Linked DNA regions of Gossypium arboreum: region 1 is linked to region 2. Evidence: chromatin contacts called from public Hi-C data. All regions are on one chromosome and are shown on one strand. The core of a region is the stretch at or near the end of the contact, and the rest is flanking DNA. Distances in the headings are between cores, read along the strand shown. Region 1 has its middle 7.5 kb from the start of LOC128293984. Region 2 has its middle 13 kb from the start of LOC128294735.

What was found. Hi-C and Micro-C count contacts between places; a contact is called where the count stands out from the background.
Region 1: a Hi-C map of leaf shows a contact between it and region 2, with 2.1 times the contacts expected there. The contact joins two enhancer-like sites. A contact is called at or near these places in 2 of 5 Hi-C or Micro-C datasets (both in leaf).

Annotation. Positions count from the first base shown.
Region 1 is chr6:133,471,274-133,477,800 of ASM2569848v2, reverse strand. No RefSeq gene overlaps it. Among protein-coding and RNA genes, the nearest start is that of LOC128293984, 7.5 kb to the right of the region's middle. Within about 2 kb of position 1,945, at least 1 of the 2 cell types and tissues checked has an H3K27ac peak or open chromatin away from gene starts, as enhancers often do. A contact at or near this core is called in leaf, where this site is marked.
Region 2 is chr6:133,376,321-133,382,539 of ASM2569848v2, reverse strand. No RefSeq gene overlaps it. Among protein-coding and RNA genes, the nearest start is that of LOC128294735, 13 kb to the right of the region's middle. Within about 2 kb of position 1,554, at least 1 of the 2 cell types and tissues checked has an H3K27ac peak or open chromatin away from gene starts, as enhancers often do. A contact at or near this core is called in leaf, where this site is marked.

The sequences.
Region 1 (6,527 bases), core at 696-3,195, 95 kb before region 2:
ACCCTCCTGACGATTCATTAGAAAACAAAAATACTAGGCTTTCTAGCACTGATTCGTACCATTATAGATATCTCAGAGGGGTTGGCCCAAAAAATTCATCTTTTTTTAGGTAGAAATGGAATAGAATTATACAACAGACTATTCATCCAACTAAAAAGCTCCAGTTCAGAATAAGACCAACCAATCGTCCTGGGTCCAACTATTATTGCATTTTCCTCTTTACTCAAAAGAGGCAAATCGCCAATTACTCCCCATGGAAAAGCAAAACAATTTAACTACACGAAAGAAATAAGCTAAAATAAAACATTAATGTGATTTCTTTGATCCTAGTTTTGTACGTAACGTTACAAGTCCTTATGGGTTGCAGTACTCAATATTGGGTCGGGTTTTCATCAGTTTTATAAAAGAACTTTACATGGTGGTTACATACATTTATAGGCTTAGCTACTTGCCCTAATGCGTAAGTTTTCCGACATTTTAAAAAAGTTCTCTACATACATAAAATACAATAAAAGATAAAGACTAGACAGAAAAAAAAGTTCTGTCTAAAAATTTACCCCACCATTGGGCAATGGCATTGCATTATCCAACCCTGCTCAATAATTATTTTTATATATATTAGCAGTAAATATTAATATGATAGAAAATTACTATGTATTGTGAATAATAAATTTACAAGGGATGAATCCTTTCATTCTATACACAATCACCCAAATAGTTTTTTAAAATTTTTTTCAAAAATTGTCTTTTTATATTAAATTAATCTCTTTTAAAAAAAATTAAACATACTAATAAATGTTGAATGTAGTGATAAGAAATATTTCATTTAAAAAATATAAATTAAAATTTTAAAATGAAATTATTAAAAGAGAGAATCATAAATACTAAATATAAATTGTAAAAAGATATGAAAAGAATAGGTGAATAATTAGGTTAGACTGAGCTTAGATATCTATGAGAGCTGTTAGTACTAGTCCATGTTCATTCATTCTATAAGTGAAACTAATTAATAAATTATTTATATATTAAATAATACAAGTACGACAAAGAAGTTAAAAAAGCGTTAAAACTTCTTATAAGAGAAACGTGCGGAGTTACAAATAAGGAATATAAATTTACTTTTCAAAAAAAGTTAATTACAAATATAACCTTATCCGTATATATTATTTATTTTGTAAAACAATTTTTACATTATTTTAAAACTAAATCGATTTTATTAATAATTACTTCTTTTAATAATATTATTTTTAAAGTTTAAACAAATATTCTTTCATTAAAGATACAATATACCAATAATAATAAACTCAAGCAAAACTTTTATAATAATAGTTGTACTCCATCCATATTGCTGATATATTATTAATGTTTTAAATATCTTTAATGTTTATTAATCCCGTATATTCATGAGTTATTAATTGTTATGGATTATAACAATAATTTTTTTGAGAAGTCTAAATTAAAATTAATGTCATTTTTGGTGCATAAAGTTAAAATATGTTATAAGCTTTTGTATTTTTGTAAATTTAAAATTTAATCTCTTAACTTTTATTTTTAAGAAATTGATTTTTTTTATTTTTAGATTTCAAAGCTTTGGTCTAATAATTAACATCATTAAATTCTTTTATTAAATTCAATAATTTAACCATTTGAAATAAATATATACTCATTTTGATAAAAATGCAACAAGAAAAATGATGCTGAAATAAACAACATTAACAATTAGACTTGTATTTTTAAATCTAAAAAATGAAAGGACTAAATTCTAAATGGTTGAAGAGTAGAGGGTCCAAAAGTAGATTTTAACCTATTAGTAATTTAAAAATAAAATTAAAAAAAAAGGGGAAAAAAAAAGAAGAGGAGAAAAGCAAAAGTAGAGGGGATAAGAGGAAAGACAAAGTTGTGGGTTAAACCAAAAGGACAATTGGAGTTCAATCGTGTCGGGCATGTGTGATTATTTATATCAGCGTTGGAACAATTAGACAGCATTAGTGATACACTGACATACCAGCACACGCAGTTTTCATGCATTTGTCACCTTGTGCTTTGCTAGATAGGAAATTTAAACGTTGAAAGAAATATAAGAACACATAAGCCAAATTTAAAACAATATTATACTAATTTCAAAAAAAAAAAAAGAAAGAAAGTAAACACAACATATTTTATTAATTATGAACTTGAATAGCATCATTCATTATGTAATTATGAATTTTTACGGGATAATTAAAATCAAACTCTAAAAGTTAATTACAACCAAGACTTGCTAAAAGTGTCTTTAAGTTGAAGGAAGTGTCCTAGCACCATGAGATCTAATCTGTTATTCTTCAATTTAGAGATAATCACATATGCATTTCCCTCCACCATTATATCCGACAAGCCTTTGGATTTGGCAAAATTTCATGCCATGGTTAATTCACTAGTTGTAAAATTTCAATAAATTTATACACTCATTTAAGTCAAATTTAAATGGATTAAGTTGTTTACTTTAATAGAAATTAAGTTCTATTTATTCATTCCATTATTTGATAAACGTATCACATTAATACCTCATTTGGTTATGAGAATAATAATATGAGAAAATAAACCTATTTATTACATATGTATTATAATAGTTATATATAAAATAAAAATAATTTCTATAAATTTAAATTAAACATTAAAAAATGAGTAATATCATTGGTAAAAAAATAAGACCTCTTGCCAACAACTTCTTAATCTAATGGTAAGAATATTATGTTGTAGACATGAAAGTTTGGGTTCAATTCCAAACAACCCTATTCCCCTCCCTCAATTATTAAATGTGTACAAAGTAATATTCTTACCAAACATAACATAAATGTTAAGTTTATAATCTTCATCACTTAGGGTTTGTATAACCTTAATGGAAAATGTCAAGATAGAGAAAATAATTTATCGTGATTTTCTTTGTCAAATTCAATGGTCGATTTTAATTTCGCATCATGAAATTTTCTATGTTCGTAAAAATTATATGTTCTAATAATATCTGTTCTTTTGGTACAATGTTTAAAATTAACTATACCCCTTCCCAATTTATAAATAAGAGGATAATGCGCTTCAATGCACTTGAATCCACGTCCTCTTATATTGGTAACGATATCCATACCAATCAAGCTAAGACTTAATCAATAGATTAATTTTATTTTTAATTACTTTATATTATCGCGATTTCAATCACTTAAAAAGAGATTTTGTTTTGAGTAAGGTTTATTTTAAGTTAATGACTAAGGTTTATTTTATGTCATTGATTTTATTGTCAGCATCTCTTGTATGTTGTTGCGATTTAATATTAGAATGTGGTTGGCTCTTGGCAATTTGGAAGATAAGAGTGTCAAGACTTTATGCTTTAAAATGTTTTAATTCGTGCTTATTGTTTAAAAAGTCAAAGTGAGGTTGATGGAGATATTATTTATTATTTATTATGTTTTAGCATTACGATTTATGATAATGTAATATATTTATTTATTTTTAATTTTTATTAAGTTTAATTATTTATTATGTTCTAAATTTATAATTAATATAAAATTATTTATTTCTCATGTATTATTTTTAAGTATTATAATGAAAATTGAGGATATATTATAATGTGTGTTTTAGCATTTTATATAAATGGGGATTAAAAGTTCCTATACAAGTTATGTATGTGATATGTAATTTATTAGTCACCAAAGTGTTCAAATTAGAAAGTTTTCATAGATATCAATTAAATTATGCATGTATAAGTTGTTAATATCCATATAATTAGTGAAATGTTTATAATGGAAAAATAGATAATTAACTTTCACTATTCATTAGAACTCTAAAATTTGCTCAAAGGTGAATTATTTATTCAATGGATTGTGAAAATTATGGTGATAAATTAATATAATTTTTAGATATATATTTGAATGTGCAAAAGTAACATGTATATATGATGAAATTATTTATTTGTTCCTTAAAATTAGTAGCTTTTATTTAAGATAGTATATTGTAGTATTTGCCCAAAGGAGAACTAGGATTTACTTCATTATTTGTTTATTTGAACTCAAAAGTAATTTCATTATTTTGAGCATTTATGTTTTTTTTACTTTTATTATTTTGCAACTATTTCAATCATTCACAAGCCTCATCTATTGCTTTATTTAACGAGTTATTCTTTAAATGTAGTAAACAAGTACTATTTAAGTGTTTTGGGTCTTGATTAAACATTATTAGAAGAAAAACCTATTGCTATTATTGACTTAATCAATGAGTAAGAGAAGTTGTACAAAAAATAAATTGGGAATGGTCAAACAGATTGAGAGTTATGTTTATTTTGTGAAATTCTATTGCCAACAACATTAAGACTACAATTCCACAAATTGAAAGTGTGAAAGGAAATCTTACATTAACGTTTCCATTATGCAAATAAGCCACTCTTTGGTACTTTTATGGCACAAATCATGATCATGAAGTTCAATGGGTTGAGGGGAATGCTAGAACATATCGTCAAGATGACTAGTATTGCAGCAAAGTTAAAGATTTTAGGGATTACGATTGATGACTCCTTTTTATTACAATTTATATTGAACTTAACACCTCCAAATTATTGTCATTTCAATTTAACTATAACATTATTAAAGATAAGTGAGATGTTAATACATTGACTAGTGAGCTCATTTAGTATGAAGCAAGATTAATAAGTCAAGGAAGTTATTCCATCAACTTTGTGGGGTAATGAGTTGGCAAAGGGCCTAAAGTAAAAACCAACAAGTTTAAGAAGAGGAAAAACACACCAGCTAGTGTCTTCAATGGAGAGAATAAGGAATGAATGGTAGATAAGTGTTACTTCTGATTGAAATTAGGACACTATCAAAAAGATTGCCAAATACACAAAGTTTGGTTTGAAAACAAAGGTAACCTTTTATACTTTTGTATATTTCAAATCAAACTTAATTGAAGTTCCTAATAATACTTGGGGGTTTAATTCTGGTTCTACTACTCATGCCTCCAACATGATACAAAGATTCCTTATGATCCAAACTACAAACTAAAATGAGCGTTTCCTATATATGAGGAACAACATGAAGGCTTTGATTGAAGGCATAGGGACTTATTTGTTGTTGGATATTTGTTGGGATTTTGTGCTGTTAACGCAATTATTTTGTCCTCATGCTCGCATTTTTTCGAATAGGCCGATTCATAAAATTCCATAGCTAAAATTATTATCTTTTGTATTATTTTTCTCATTAGTTTTTGCAAGAAAAGCAAAATGAACAAAACAAATATTGACTCATTGGTCACCTAAGGGTTAACTAATACTAAGTTGCATCATAGGGATGAATTATGATACAGGAAGACATCTTATATTAGTAGCTAATCTAAATGGTCCGTAGTTTAAGGAATGAAAAATGAGCAATTAATTCAAGGGAATATTATGTTTTCTATCAAATCAAATTGGAGAGATACCTTATCTTGAGTATTGAAGTGGACGACTCCTAGAAAGATAGAGACATAGGTGTGATTGTCTAGATTTACAATACATTGGACATGACCCAAGTTGAATTTATCCTAAATTCGTTTATGTATTTGTTCACTTGTGATGTTTATATTGTGACTTGACTCAATTTTGAGTAAGTGACTGACTAAGTGTATGTAACTCATATGATTTCATACATTAAAAGCCATTGCTTAGTTGGTATTAGAGTTGAGACTTGATATGTTGGGTATATAGCTTATGTATGGCATGAAATGATTTCACTTAAAATAGTGATATTCATAGCTTAATTAAAGAGTAAATGATACCTTCTTACTAACATTGCATGAATTACGAAAAAGAAACGTGGCTACAAGTAATTTGTTAGGGAAGAATTATTATTATTATTATTATTATTTATTAGTAATAATATTTTTTGTCGTGGAAGATTCAAGGGTGACCATTAGATAAAATAAGATTGTATTGGGTGAATGGGTTTTACCTAAAGAGATTAAGGATATCTCATGAGAGTAACACACTTATGATAAGGTCATTAGATGAATCGTAAATCTAAGTTGCCTTCATAATGGTATACAATGAGGAGTTCATTCATGGTACTTTTAGTGAATTGACTCCATAACTAAATAATTGATACATGCATGGATATTAAATTCAATTCACCGAAGTTGCCAATTTTTAAGTTTGGAAAATCAATCCAATTGTGATGACCTTTTGGATGGGATCTAGGAATTTATCGGTTGAGATGCCTGAAGAGATATCTCTTAGCTTCGAAATTTACTTTGAATACCTTGATTTGAGTCTAGGAGCTCAAGTTATGACCATTTTAGTGAAGACTGGGCAAGTAGAATTATTGGACGATATTATTACGGGAAATTACAAGTTTCAAGCTTTAATTCGAGTTTGAATCATATTGGGTTAAATTTTAAGACTTAATTTTGATTATAGATGAGTCCAATATTGCATTTATTAGTTTTTATATTATTATTATTTATTTATTCTGAATTTTAGGTTATTTTTAAGTATTTTAAGTTGTTTAGGAATGATTTTTAGTCAACAA
Region 2 (6,219 bases), core at 305-2,804:
TTGGAGTGTGACATGGATCACATGTAAATCCTTGCTAAATCTATGTTAATCACATCACCGTCTATCAAGAAGGCCAATTTTCCTCTCGAGTGGCCAACCATGACAAGATGAATACAGGTCTTGTTCAAGATTTAAGGCCAACCATGACATTTGTCCTTGGTGTTAAGATGTATCTGCTTCCTCTTCCTCCGAAAATCTACCCTTATGCTAAGTGTTATTTTTTTTTTCTTCTCCTCTCTAAGCTCAAAAATTATAATTTCAATCTTGATTGTAAAAAGAATGATTGAGGAAAGGCATTGACAATAAAAGCTCGGTCATATTATATAAACAATCGTTTACCATTTAAAAAAAAAAAACCTCTTAACAAATAAGTTTACTAATTAATAAAAAAAACTACTATTACATGAATTTTCTTTTATTGTTTCTCTTCATCTAGTAACTACCTTTTTCACATCTTTTTTATAGTGACCATCCATCCACCGAAAGTTAAGAATATTGTTTCGCACAAACCACTAAATTTTCCACAACCAACCAACACCCAATTTTCAGATTTCTCATAAAGCAAAGTGATTATATTGGTTAAATATCAAATCAAATCAAAATTAAAACAAAAGTGATTATTATATTAGTCAAATATCAAATCAAATCAAAATAAAATAATAAATAATCATATGTTTTAGTGAAAAAGATGCATGCATTGGAGGCCTAAAATGTAATTGGAGATCTCTAATTGCCAGCTAATTGAATCATGAATCTACCAACTCCACAATGAGGTGTCTTACTTAATGTTTCTAGCTCCAAGTTTAGTCCGCGACTTTTTCTTGACACTTTCATTCTGTTCAATTTAAATTTAAATAATTAAAATATTTTTATTTATCAAATCAAATAAATTCTTTTGAAATCAAACCCACACTCTGTCCAAAAATAATGATTCCATGTTATTTAACCTTCTTAGTTTTTGCATGGATCTGGTTTTTTAAGATAATATGCAAATAAACCATTAAACTATTTTACCTTTTTTAGAAAAGCCCTTATACTTTTTTTATATCTAAATAAATCCTTCAACTTTAACCTAAATCCAACTAAACAGCTATTGCATAAAAGCATACTTGTACTGCATTTTAAAGTATTTAATATTTAACATTATTAAAATATCACATCAATAATTAGTTTTAAAGTAAAAATATAAGGGCCTATTTGAATACCAGCTAAACTTTAAGGGTGTAATAAAATAAAATAAAATAAAATAAAAAGTTGAAGAGGTTGTTTAGTATGTAAAAAAGATGTAACAACAAATAGCAGTTACTGATACTAAGAATATTAAATGTTGAATTCTTATATATTATAATTGTGCAAATATATGTGGGTGCAAATGTAAGAAAAAGCCTTGATGTCTGTACCTTTGATTTTTACTATAGTATTTTATAATTATAAAAAAACATAAAAATTAACATATGAACCGTGGATTTTTGTTTGGTTAGCAAATGGTTACAAATAAATGTGTCCGGAAAACAGCGCATATAGACAAAGCGGGCTCCGTCCCGGGAAAAACGGGCTGTACTCTTATCGCCAACACCAACGTTCCAACGGTGGGGTCTTTTGCACATGCCTCCATGTGAACATCAATTCTTTTTTATTTATTCATTTGCCCTTAATTTCTATTAAAATTTTGATTTTATTTACCATTAATCTTCATTCATTCCCAAATCTCCCACTCTCATTCCTCCGTCAGTGCCTTTCACGCTCCCCCATTTGGTTTTTGTTTTTTTACGGACTTTTCTTTTATAGTAATTAGATAGTAATATAAAAAATTTGTTTAAAACTATATTTATATAATAAAGTTTCGATTAACTGATAAAGTTCAGAATTTGAGAAGTTTGAAGTTTTAGGCAGGGTTGAAGTTAAAAAGAAAAAAAATTAGGATTAGAATTAGAATTAAATTATATATTTTATGATAGTAGAAGTGTAATTTTATTATTTTAATAGTTTATATTTTTATAATTTTTATAGCATTACATCAATTTTTGTTATTTTGGTGTCAAAGTATAATTTTATTATTGTTAATTTAAAATTTTATAAATTATAAACGGACCTAAATGAAAAGAATTTCATTTTAAGGGGTCCAACCCTACCAACCTAGGTATAAATTTTATTATGAAAGTTTTTTAGATTTATTATATAAATAAAAAAGATAGAAAATATTATTATAGAATTATTAATTACTTTTTGGTTAAAACACATCAATAATTCTTTGTATTTTTCATAAATTTTAAATTTAATCTCTTTATTTTTATTTTTAGGAATCTAATTCTTTTACTTTTTAAATTTTAAAATTCAGTTCAATAATTCACACAGCTTAATATTATTTTGTTAAATTCATATTCATTAGAACATCACTTTTTTACTTACATGACTATCAAATGGATTTTTTTTATTTGAAATTTCACATCAACAAATTTAAAAATTTTAACAACTTAACCTGAATTTTTAAATGAAAAATAGATAATTATATTCCTAAAAATAGAAGTACATGGATTAAATTCTAGACTTTTAAAGAATAATAGGATTTATGGCCTACTTTAACCTTACTTTAAAAAAAATGATTTTTTTAAATCTTTTTCTAAATGAATTAATGTCCAATTAACTCTCAGTTTAATATGTATTTTCTTTTATGGTTCATATTTTAGATTGGGTTCGTCCCTATAATATGATATAAAATGGGACGAACAAAGTTATAGGCATGAAAGTGTAAGAACTCAACGGGGACCACCTCCTTTTTCTTTGTTTGATTCGCGAGGAAGGGTCTCGTTGAATTCTTAATGATCATGATCATAATATTTTGTTCGTATAAATGACAACAAATAGATCATTTTTTTTCGATGATTTTGTGACAGCCCAAAATTGACCCTAGTCGGAATGTGGTTTCGGGACCACAAAACCGAGGCATAAAAATAATTAAAAATTTAATTTGATGCCTATGATATGTGTTAAATTGTGTATGACATTTTGATGTTTCAATTTAGAAATTATAAATGTGAATTTCACTAGAAAGGACCTAGTAGTAAACTTTGAAAGTATGATGGGGAAATGTGTGATGACTAGTTGAGCATGCATGCAAAAATAAGGATTTGCATGTCAAATTTCCCCAAGGATGGTATAGTGGCCGGCCATGACAAGGGAATATGGGCAAGGAAGACATGTTATGACATGTTTTGTTAATGCATGATGTGATAAATGATAAAAAATTAAGCATGTAGGAAGAGAAACAAAAATCAAAATTTGCTCATCCTTCCCCCTTTGCCGTGAGTGAAAGAGAAGCAAAGAAAAAAATTTTGTTCACCTATTTTTCTCTTCTTTGGCCGAAAATACTAAGGAAGAAGGAAGGATTTTTGCTTCATTTTCTTTGTTTAGAAGAGATCTAGAAGGAAATTTGGCTAAACTTGCAACAAGAGTAAGCTCAAGAGCTTAGAGGGCCACAATTGGACAAGGGGAAGAAGAAAGTGATCGAATAGCCGAAAAAGCCGTTCGACAACATCCGAGGTAAGTCCTCAAGAAGTGACCCTACTTGAATTATGTGAAATAAAGTATGGATGTGTATTGATTATTGATTATGTATGTATAAGCATTCGAATTCTACCCGGGCTAAGTCCCGAAGGCGAATATGCTTGTGATTATATTTGCGTTTGAGCCTTAGTAACAAAAATGAAATATGTATGTCCAATGATTATTGATGTATGTGTACATGAGAAATTGAATGATATCCGGCTAAGCCCAAGACAATTATGCTGAAATTATATCCGGTTAAGACCAAGGCAATTGTGCTAGTGGCTATATCCGGCTAAGACCAAGGCATTCGTATGAAGTTATTCTATCCGGCTAAGACCAAGGCATTTGTGCACGTGATTATATCCGGTTATATTCAAAGAATCTTGGGCTGGAGGTGAGTGTTGGTTGCTGTAATGAATTTATTAGTACACTCGAAAAGCCCAAAGGATAAGGTACGTTATATGTGCATTGAAAGTCGACATATTTGAGCAACATTCGCTCAACCGACTAATGAATTTCAGTTATTGAATTGATTGATACTTTGTGAAATTATATAATGATGAAGTGTGAAGTAAGAATGTGTATTAATGAAATGATGCACTTGGCTATGTGAATGTATTGCTGTAATTAGAGTTGATTATATTCCTTGAGACTTACTAAGCATAAAATGCTTACCCCGTTGCTTTGGCTCTCGCTTTTCTAGATTTCGTCAAGCAATCGGATTTGGGATCGTTGAAGTCAAGTCATCCACACTATCAAGCCTCCATTTTGGTATAAATTTTGGTTGAACTTGAGATGGCATGTATAGGACTACCCCTTGTTTGTTAAATATGTTGTGATGTAAGTATGTACGGCCATGCGAAAATGGCTCGAAAAGGAAACATGAACTTAGAATAATTGTGGTTTGTATGTATATATTTGGTGTCATGATGTGGCTATGGCTTGAAATGGGAATGTTGGTCATATGATCAGCCATTGGCATGGTTAAAATGATCATATATGAACCTATGTATGGCAAGACTAGTTGGTTCATGGAGACTACCAAATAGGTAAGACCTACCTTAAAAACAGATGCTGCCAGCTGCAGTGACGTGAATGTGAAAAATCACCAAAATTCGTAGGAATGGAATTAAATAGTGAATAAGCTATGTAAATGAACCTTGATGAGTCTATTTTCATATGGAAGAAACGAAATGGTCATAGGAGTTACATGTTAAGAGATATTAAAGCTATTGTGAGACAGGGCCAGAACGGTTTCTGGGTTCCCTGTCGCAACTTTAAAAATTTACTATAAATTATCCAAAAATAATTAGGAGACATACCTTATATGTACAGATTCCATTTTGAGTCTAGTTTCATAGAAACAAACGAAACCAGCATTAAAGCCCTGTACAGAGAGATATTCAAGTTATACCGAGCGAAGGTCAGAGCAGTCGATCCCTGTAACATGGGTGACTTTAACTAATAAACTGTACCAATTGGCCCAACCAAAAATTCTAGAAATAAATCCATGGATGGATATATGAGTCTAAATTCAGGGAAAATTTACGAAACCAGTTTCCGAGTTTTGAAACTCGAGATATGATTTTTAAGGCGATAGTGACGCAGTTTTCCAGCCTGACTGAAAATGTCAAATGGATGGGCAAAACAAGTGAACTTGGCTTGTTAACCCCTCGTGTCCGACACCGGCGATGGTCTCGGGTTCGGGGTGTTACAGATTTTTTTGAAAAATGAACTCAATTTCAATTAATTGATTCATAGCATCTGCTCTTCAATAGTATTTATCAATACTTTCAAGGTTAGTAGTATCAACTAAATCAATATCTTATAATAGCTCAGGTAAATTACTTTTGAATCTAAAAATACAATAAAATATACTTATAAAGCACAATACATGTTTATATTACTTTTTGGGTCTAAAAATACACTAAAGCACAATATATATTTCCCTTTCTCATAACATGCTATCTATTTTTTGGGGTGCTCTGGAGAAGTCGAAATAGGAGAGCATTCATCTTGGGGTGAGCTTACTACTTAGATGCTTTCAACAGTTATCTGCTCTGCACTTGGCTACTCAACGTTTACCGTGGGCATGATAACTGGTACACCAGAGGTGCGTCCTTCCCGATCCTCTCGTACTAGGGAAAGATCCTCTCAATACTTTAACGCCCACACCGAATATGGACTAAACTATCTCACGGCATTCTGAACCCAACTCACGTACTGCTTTAATGGGCGAACAAAAAGTATATATTGAACTGTCGATTTAATTATCGCTTTTAACTCCAAATTGTACTTAAATTAAGGACAAATATAATGGTCAAGTTAATATTAAATTTGCAAGTAAAAATGGTTTATAATTATTAAAATTAGTCAATAAGGTATAGTAATTTTTTCATGATCAAAGATAGCAGAAAGAGATTATTTAACTTAAACGTAAATTTTGATGAATAAAAACTTAAAGTAATGCAAGTCGATTGTTACTTAATTAGTAAAATTTTTAATAAATGTATATTTTATTCTTGTGAATCCACTCTCATAGCATTATTGGCATCAAATGATCTAAAACATTGTAACATTACGTTATGGCAAGCCATGTTTAGTACTAACGAATTTTTATTGAAAAAATCTCACCAATACTAAAATCCGAATTTCATACATGCACATCAACAT